Regions from separate parts of the Mus musculus genome. Here region 1 is linked to region 2. A link is a contact called in public Hi-C data. All regions are on one chromosome and are shown on one strand. Each heading gives the region's core, a stretch centred on a gene start, on an enhancer-like site or on the middle of the called end of the contact. The rest is flanking DNA. Distances are from core to core; before and after follow the strand shown.

Region 1 (2,700 bases), core at 161-2,660, 280 kb after region 2:
TGCCAGAGATGTGGACTACCTGCCAAAGAAAGCTGCTAACAGGGAGTGGAACCACCCCAAGAGAAAGAAGTTTGTTGCAATCAACAAAGATGAAAAAAAGAGTAGAAATCTGAAGACCACTTTGACATAAGACATGGAGATGCAGAGTTTGGCGTTTGCCCCGCTGGCTTCCTGTCTTGCTTTGGGAATTATAGTTAAGTGATTGGATGAATCTCAAAAGAGAACTTTGAACTTTGGAATTTTAACATTGTTGAGACTGCTATGGGAACTTTGGAAGTTGGATTAAGTGTATTTTGCATTATGTTATGTTTAGGTATGGCCCCCAATAGACTCATATGTTTGAACAAACCTATGGGGACCATGGAGTGGAATGTGGTAGTTTGAGTATGCCTAACCCTGGGAGTGGCACTATTTGAAGGTGTGGCCTTGGAGGAAGTGTATCATTGTGAGTGTGGACTTTAAAACCCTCATCCTAGTTGCCTCCAAGCCGTTCTTCTCCTAGCAGCCTTCAGATAAAGAGGTTAAACTCTCAGCATCTCCTGCACCATGCCTGTGTGGACACCACCATGTTCCCACCTTGATGATAACAGACTGAACTTCTGAACCTGTAAGCCAGCCTTAATCAAATGTTGTCTAAGAGTTGCCTTGGTTATGGTGTCTGATCACAGCAGTAAAACCTTAACTAAGACAGTCAGTGTTGTGCCCCTAGAGTAGCTCAGGCTCCACAAAACTTCCTGATGAAGTGACCAAACAAACAAACAAACAAACAAACCAAACAACAACAAACCCACCATAGGACACAGAGTCAAAACCTCATGTTCAAGTGTGACCATTGCATAAAAGTTTAAGGTGCTAGGAAAACTCTTAGCAAGCCAGAGAGCTCAAACTTTCTGTTGCATGAGTCCTTCTACAGGGCTCTAGGAAATGTATGACTGAGGGGACTAGAGAGGTAGTTTTCTGCTTCTCCAATGCCTCACCAAGATGTCACCAGGGCTGTGTCAGAAAAGGTGGGGGTCAAGGAGAGGGAGAAGGAGAGGGTGCAATAACTTTTTCTCCTGAATAATCTTAAGATCCTTAGGGTCTCCAGGCTCAATTTCTTTTTCTAAAGAATGGTACACCTCCACACACTAAGAGGATTATTTTAAGAAGTAAATAAGCTACTGTGTGTGCAAACAATGTAAGCAAGCCCCGTTTTACACTGCAAGATTATTATTTTAAGATTCATCTTATAAACTGTTTCACACCAATATCTAAGCAAAACACTGGCTGAACACTTACTTAACTTTTATTGTTTTGTTTTGTTCTTTGAACTGATTCTAGGAAACAGAATTTTCTCTCTTTAATCTACCAGAACTCTACTGGAGGAACACCACCAGTTAAGCCTAGTTTGTTTGCTTCCTTTCTGCTGGCATTGTGGTTTCAGTCTAGAGTCTCACACTTTCTAAGTGCTCTGTCACTACAACTTCAGCCCTCTCTTTCCTTTTTATCTTGATATCTGCTTTTGCTCATTTTCTCAGGCTGGGCTTGAACTCATTTGTATCTCGGGCAGACCCTGAACTAGGCTCCTTTCACTTTATTTCCTAGTTGCTGTGATCACAGGCCTCCAGCTTGTCAGGACTGATTTTGTTACATGTGTTTGGAGGATTTCATAACATTGAGAATATATTCTGCAACTCCTGTTGGAGAGGCATAAGCCCATCAGAGTTTAGGAAGTTAATAGCAAATCACCATTTCTATTTATACAAATAGAGTCTACTTGGGAAAGATGACTTCAAATCTATTTAGATGGTCCTAGAGCAATGAGAAACAAGACATTTTAAAATTCCAAATCTTAAAATTTAAACACACCAGAGTAATGAATTACTAATAAAAAGTAGAGCTGCATCCTGTACAGCAGTTCTCCAAAGGTGGAAGGTGCAGGATATTCTAAAGGAAGGCTGAAGTGGAATACACTTCTGGCTGTGTCATATGATCCAGATTCATGTGATGTTTTACTGAAGCACACCTGGGAGAGGACCCGTGATGTTTGGAGAAAGTATAAGTGGACTCAACATCGAGTGACAGGTGCTTGCATAGCTAGCCATGCAACACTTCTTTAGTCTGGCCTCTTTGCTGGTCTTCACTTTGTTGAAAGAGTCACGGCAGAGAACATCTCCTGGTACTCCTACTGGTTCTGTTAGCTCCCACTGATTCATATGAATTTGGCACAGGTCTGGCTATTTCTGCTGGATCGTGCTGCCACTGCTGATTCATGTTTGGTGACACTGTTTTAACTGGACTGTTCCTGACAACGGAGATTGACCTTGCACCAAAAAACTACATCTAAAGAGATCCACATCCCCCTGTCCTATTTACCATCTTTCCACCCCTACCATTGAATGGTGAACTAGAAGGAGGGTTAAAGCATTTGGGAACCCTTATTAAAGTAGGTTTTGAAAAATATGAGCCTACAAGAGATTCGCTAAGACTCAATGAGCAAACAACTGAATAGTGTCAGGAAGTCCCTAAAAGTGACCAGATACACAAGGCCACTCCCTTATCAAGGATATAGTAAGCACATCTGAGAGGACTGAGGTCAGGGGACTGCCTGGAGGAATCTCAAATCAGCTGAGCTACGAGGAAGAGACATTTTGACCATTTGAGCTGCTTGTAAATTGTACAGTGAGCACCAGGGTTTCAGCTTTTGTGAGCTCTCACCCA
Region 2 (2,700 bases), core at 188-2,687:
GCTTGGTCAGTGTTTGGTGCTAGGTGAGTGGAAGCCTCAGTTTCCATGATTTGACTTTAAGTTTGTGATGCCTTTTCTGAACCTCAGTTTCCCTATTTGTCAGATGGAGAAAATGATGCCTTTCTGTGGGTATTGTTATGAGGCTTAACCAAATGATAAAAGGGAAAGGAGAGGTTCCACTTCTCCAAGAAACCCCCTCTGATGGGATTGTAGAGGAACGACTCCTTGGCCTGTGCAGTGTCAAGGCAGGGATAACTGGAGCTGCTCACTGAGTACCGTTGTGACAGCTAATCTCTACTGCACAGAACCTAGTGAGGACTGATTTGCCCTGAACACAGGAAGAAATTGACCTTCACAGATGCTTTCTAAAGATGCTAGATAAAGCAAGGAAGCACAGAGAATGTGGCAAGAGTCTTCATGCCTGTGCTGTAGGTTGAGCTGAGCAAGGATAGGCACGGGTTTCCAGGGTTCGGAGCTTCTAGCCTTCTACATGGTCCAGGAGCCTTCGGTCAGCCTTAGGCCTAAGGAAGCAGTGTCTGGAGGCTAATCCGGATTTAGCTCCAACATTTCAAAGCCAGTTATGAAAGCAGGGGGCGGGTTGCTGTAATCTGGGTGCTGCCAGGCACGACCTGGGCCTGCTCTTCATTACCTGCATGGGAGCTCCCTAATAACACCTTTTCATATTTGCATGTTTGAGTGAACATGAAGAATTTCCAGTTTCTCAAAGTTGACTCTTCTTCTTCTTCTTTTTTTTTTTTTGGTGGTCCATTTTTTTTAATTAGGTATTTTCCTCATTTACATTTCCAATGCTAACCCAAAAGTCCCCCATACACTCCCCCCCACTCCCCTACCCACCCACTCCCCCTTTTTGGCCCTGGCGTTCCCCTGTACTGGGGCATATAAAGTTTGCAAGTCCAATGGGCCTCTCTTTCCAGTGATGGCTTATTAGGCCATCTTTTGATACATATGCAGCTAGAGACACGAGCTCCGGGGTACTGGTTAGTTCATAATGTTGTTCCACCTATAGGGTTGCAGATCCCTTTAGCTCCTTGGGTACTTTCTCTAGCTCCTCCATTGGGGGCCCTGTGATCCATCCAATAGTTGACTGTGAGCATCCACTTCTGTGTTTGCTACGCCCTGGCATAGTCTCACAAGAGACAACTCTATCTGGGCAAAGTTGACTCTTCTTAAAACACAAGTTTAATAAATATGGGTGCCAGTGAGTTTGAAGCACAAGCTGGAAGAACATTTCCCGAGAATTGTGTTTTGGTTTTTTTTTTCCAGATTTTCAAGCACGCACAATACTGAGAACAGAAAAAGAAGCTTTGGCAGTTTGAGAGTGTCCCTCTGAAAAGGGCAAGGAAGTAAAACAGGGAAATACAGCGGGGAGGGGACAGTAGTGGGGAGACTGGAGGGGACGAGAGAACAGAGGCAGATGACTCAGCCTGAGGGGGCTGGGAGGAGCCTGTGGGCAGGGCTGTCTGAGTGTGGAGTAGGCAGGCGGTTATGACTAGCATTGAATGGAGATAATTAAGAGCAAGTTGGTACCAGTCACTGCCAGCAAAGAAGAGAATGTATCCAGAAAAAGCATTTCTTTATTTCAGCACTGAATTCAAACACCTACCCATTTGGGTTTGAGAATTCCATTTAAAAAAAAAAAAAGTTCTGAAAACAGACCGTACATGGCTGTGAAATCTGACTGGCTTTCTTTCTGAAGGTATGTATGGGAGAGGACAACTTTGAAACTGTAAAGCTACACTGGAACATGCTTTCATTGAAAGAAATGCTTATTTAAAAATAATACTCATCCCATACAGTACATAGCAGTGCTGTTAAAAGTCATGTGCAAGTTATCAAATTTCAAGGGAGTATCAGCCACACACGGATTTCTCAGTTGTTCATAACGATAGGACTGAAACGCACGGCTTCCAGATCCTTTAAATAGCTTTTGGAGGGAAGAACATTATAATTAAGCTGCATCGAGTGTCACTGCAAAGAAGCTTCTAAATTACGGGTCTGAGTGGGGGCGAGGAATGCTCTTTGATTGCCTGACAATCAACAGCAGAAGATGTTCACATACGCGTAACCCAGACTCACTGTAATTATATCAGAAGCAGAAGAGGTGGGCGCGGCGGGAGCAGCCTGATTCACTAATCATTTGCTTGTTGTTCTTTCAAAAATCATCTTCAGACTAGTCACAAACACTCAGGAATTCATATTTACAGAGTGGCTCTGTATCAGAAAGGATAGAAAGAAGGACCAGTCCTTTCAGTGTGTCTCAGAAAGGTTGTCAAAAAATGGCCCAGGACACACTAAGAAGATGCTCCTGCTGTGGGAACTAGTGCACTCACCTGGCCTCAGCTGCTTTACTCAAAGCCTAATGTCAGAAACGATATTCCCCCACTTATTCCCATAATTTTTATCCCATTTCCACTCGGCTCCCTGTTGGCTTAAAAAGGTCCCTTTTTCTTTTAAGGCATAAGAATATGGAGGAAATGTCATAATATTGTGTAGTCTCCAGAACCTCTCTTGCCTCTTAAAGAGGCTCAGATATTGCCTCTTGGTGGGGCGGGGCACTGGGAAATCAGTGTCTTCTCCCCTGCCCAAGACAGGTACTATACCTGCTCACCCTCGTGCCAAGGCTTTGATACACACAGGCAACTGTGGGGCTTCATTGAGAAGCATGGAATCTAAAACCGA

Evidence for each region. A called contact is a pair of places that touch in the nucleus more often than the background predicts.
Region 1: a Hi-C map of the HPC-7 cell line shows a contact between it and region 2, with 1.9 times the contacts expected there. The contact joins two enhancer-like sites. A contact is called at or near these places in 1 of 15 datasets of contacts at CTCF or cohesin (the NIH/3T3 cell line), 3 of 484 Hi-C or Micro-C datasets (the HPC-7 cell line, bone marrow-derived macrophages and myeloid progenitors) and 1 of 115 datasets of contacts at active chromatin or transcription factors (astrocytes).

The regions. Positions count from the first base shown.
Region 1 is chr1:52,606,466-52,609,165 of GRCm38.p6, forward strand. It overlaps a transcript of Nemp2 not described here. Among named protein-coding and RNA genes, the nearest start is that of Nemp2, 23 kb to the right of the region's middle. Within about 2 kb of position 1,411, at least 14 of the 459 cell types and tissues checked have an H3K27ac peak or open chromatin away from gene starts, as enhancers often do. A contact at or near this core is called in the HPC-7 cell line, where this site is marked.
Region 2 is chr1:52,330,169-52,332,868 of GRCm38.p6, forward strand. The region is part of intron 1 of Gm31955 (a long non-coding RNA gene); the gene reads left to right. Among named protein-coding and RNA genes, the nearest start is that of Gm31955, 26 kb to the left of the region's middle. Within about 2 kb of position 1,438, at least 68 of the 459 cell types and tissues checked have an H3K27ac peak or open chromatin away from gene starts, as enhancers often do. A contact at or near this core is called in the HPC-7 cell line, where this site is marked.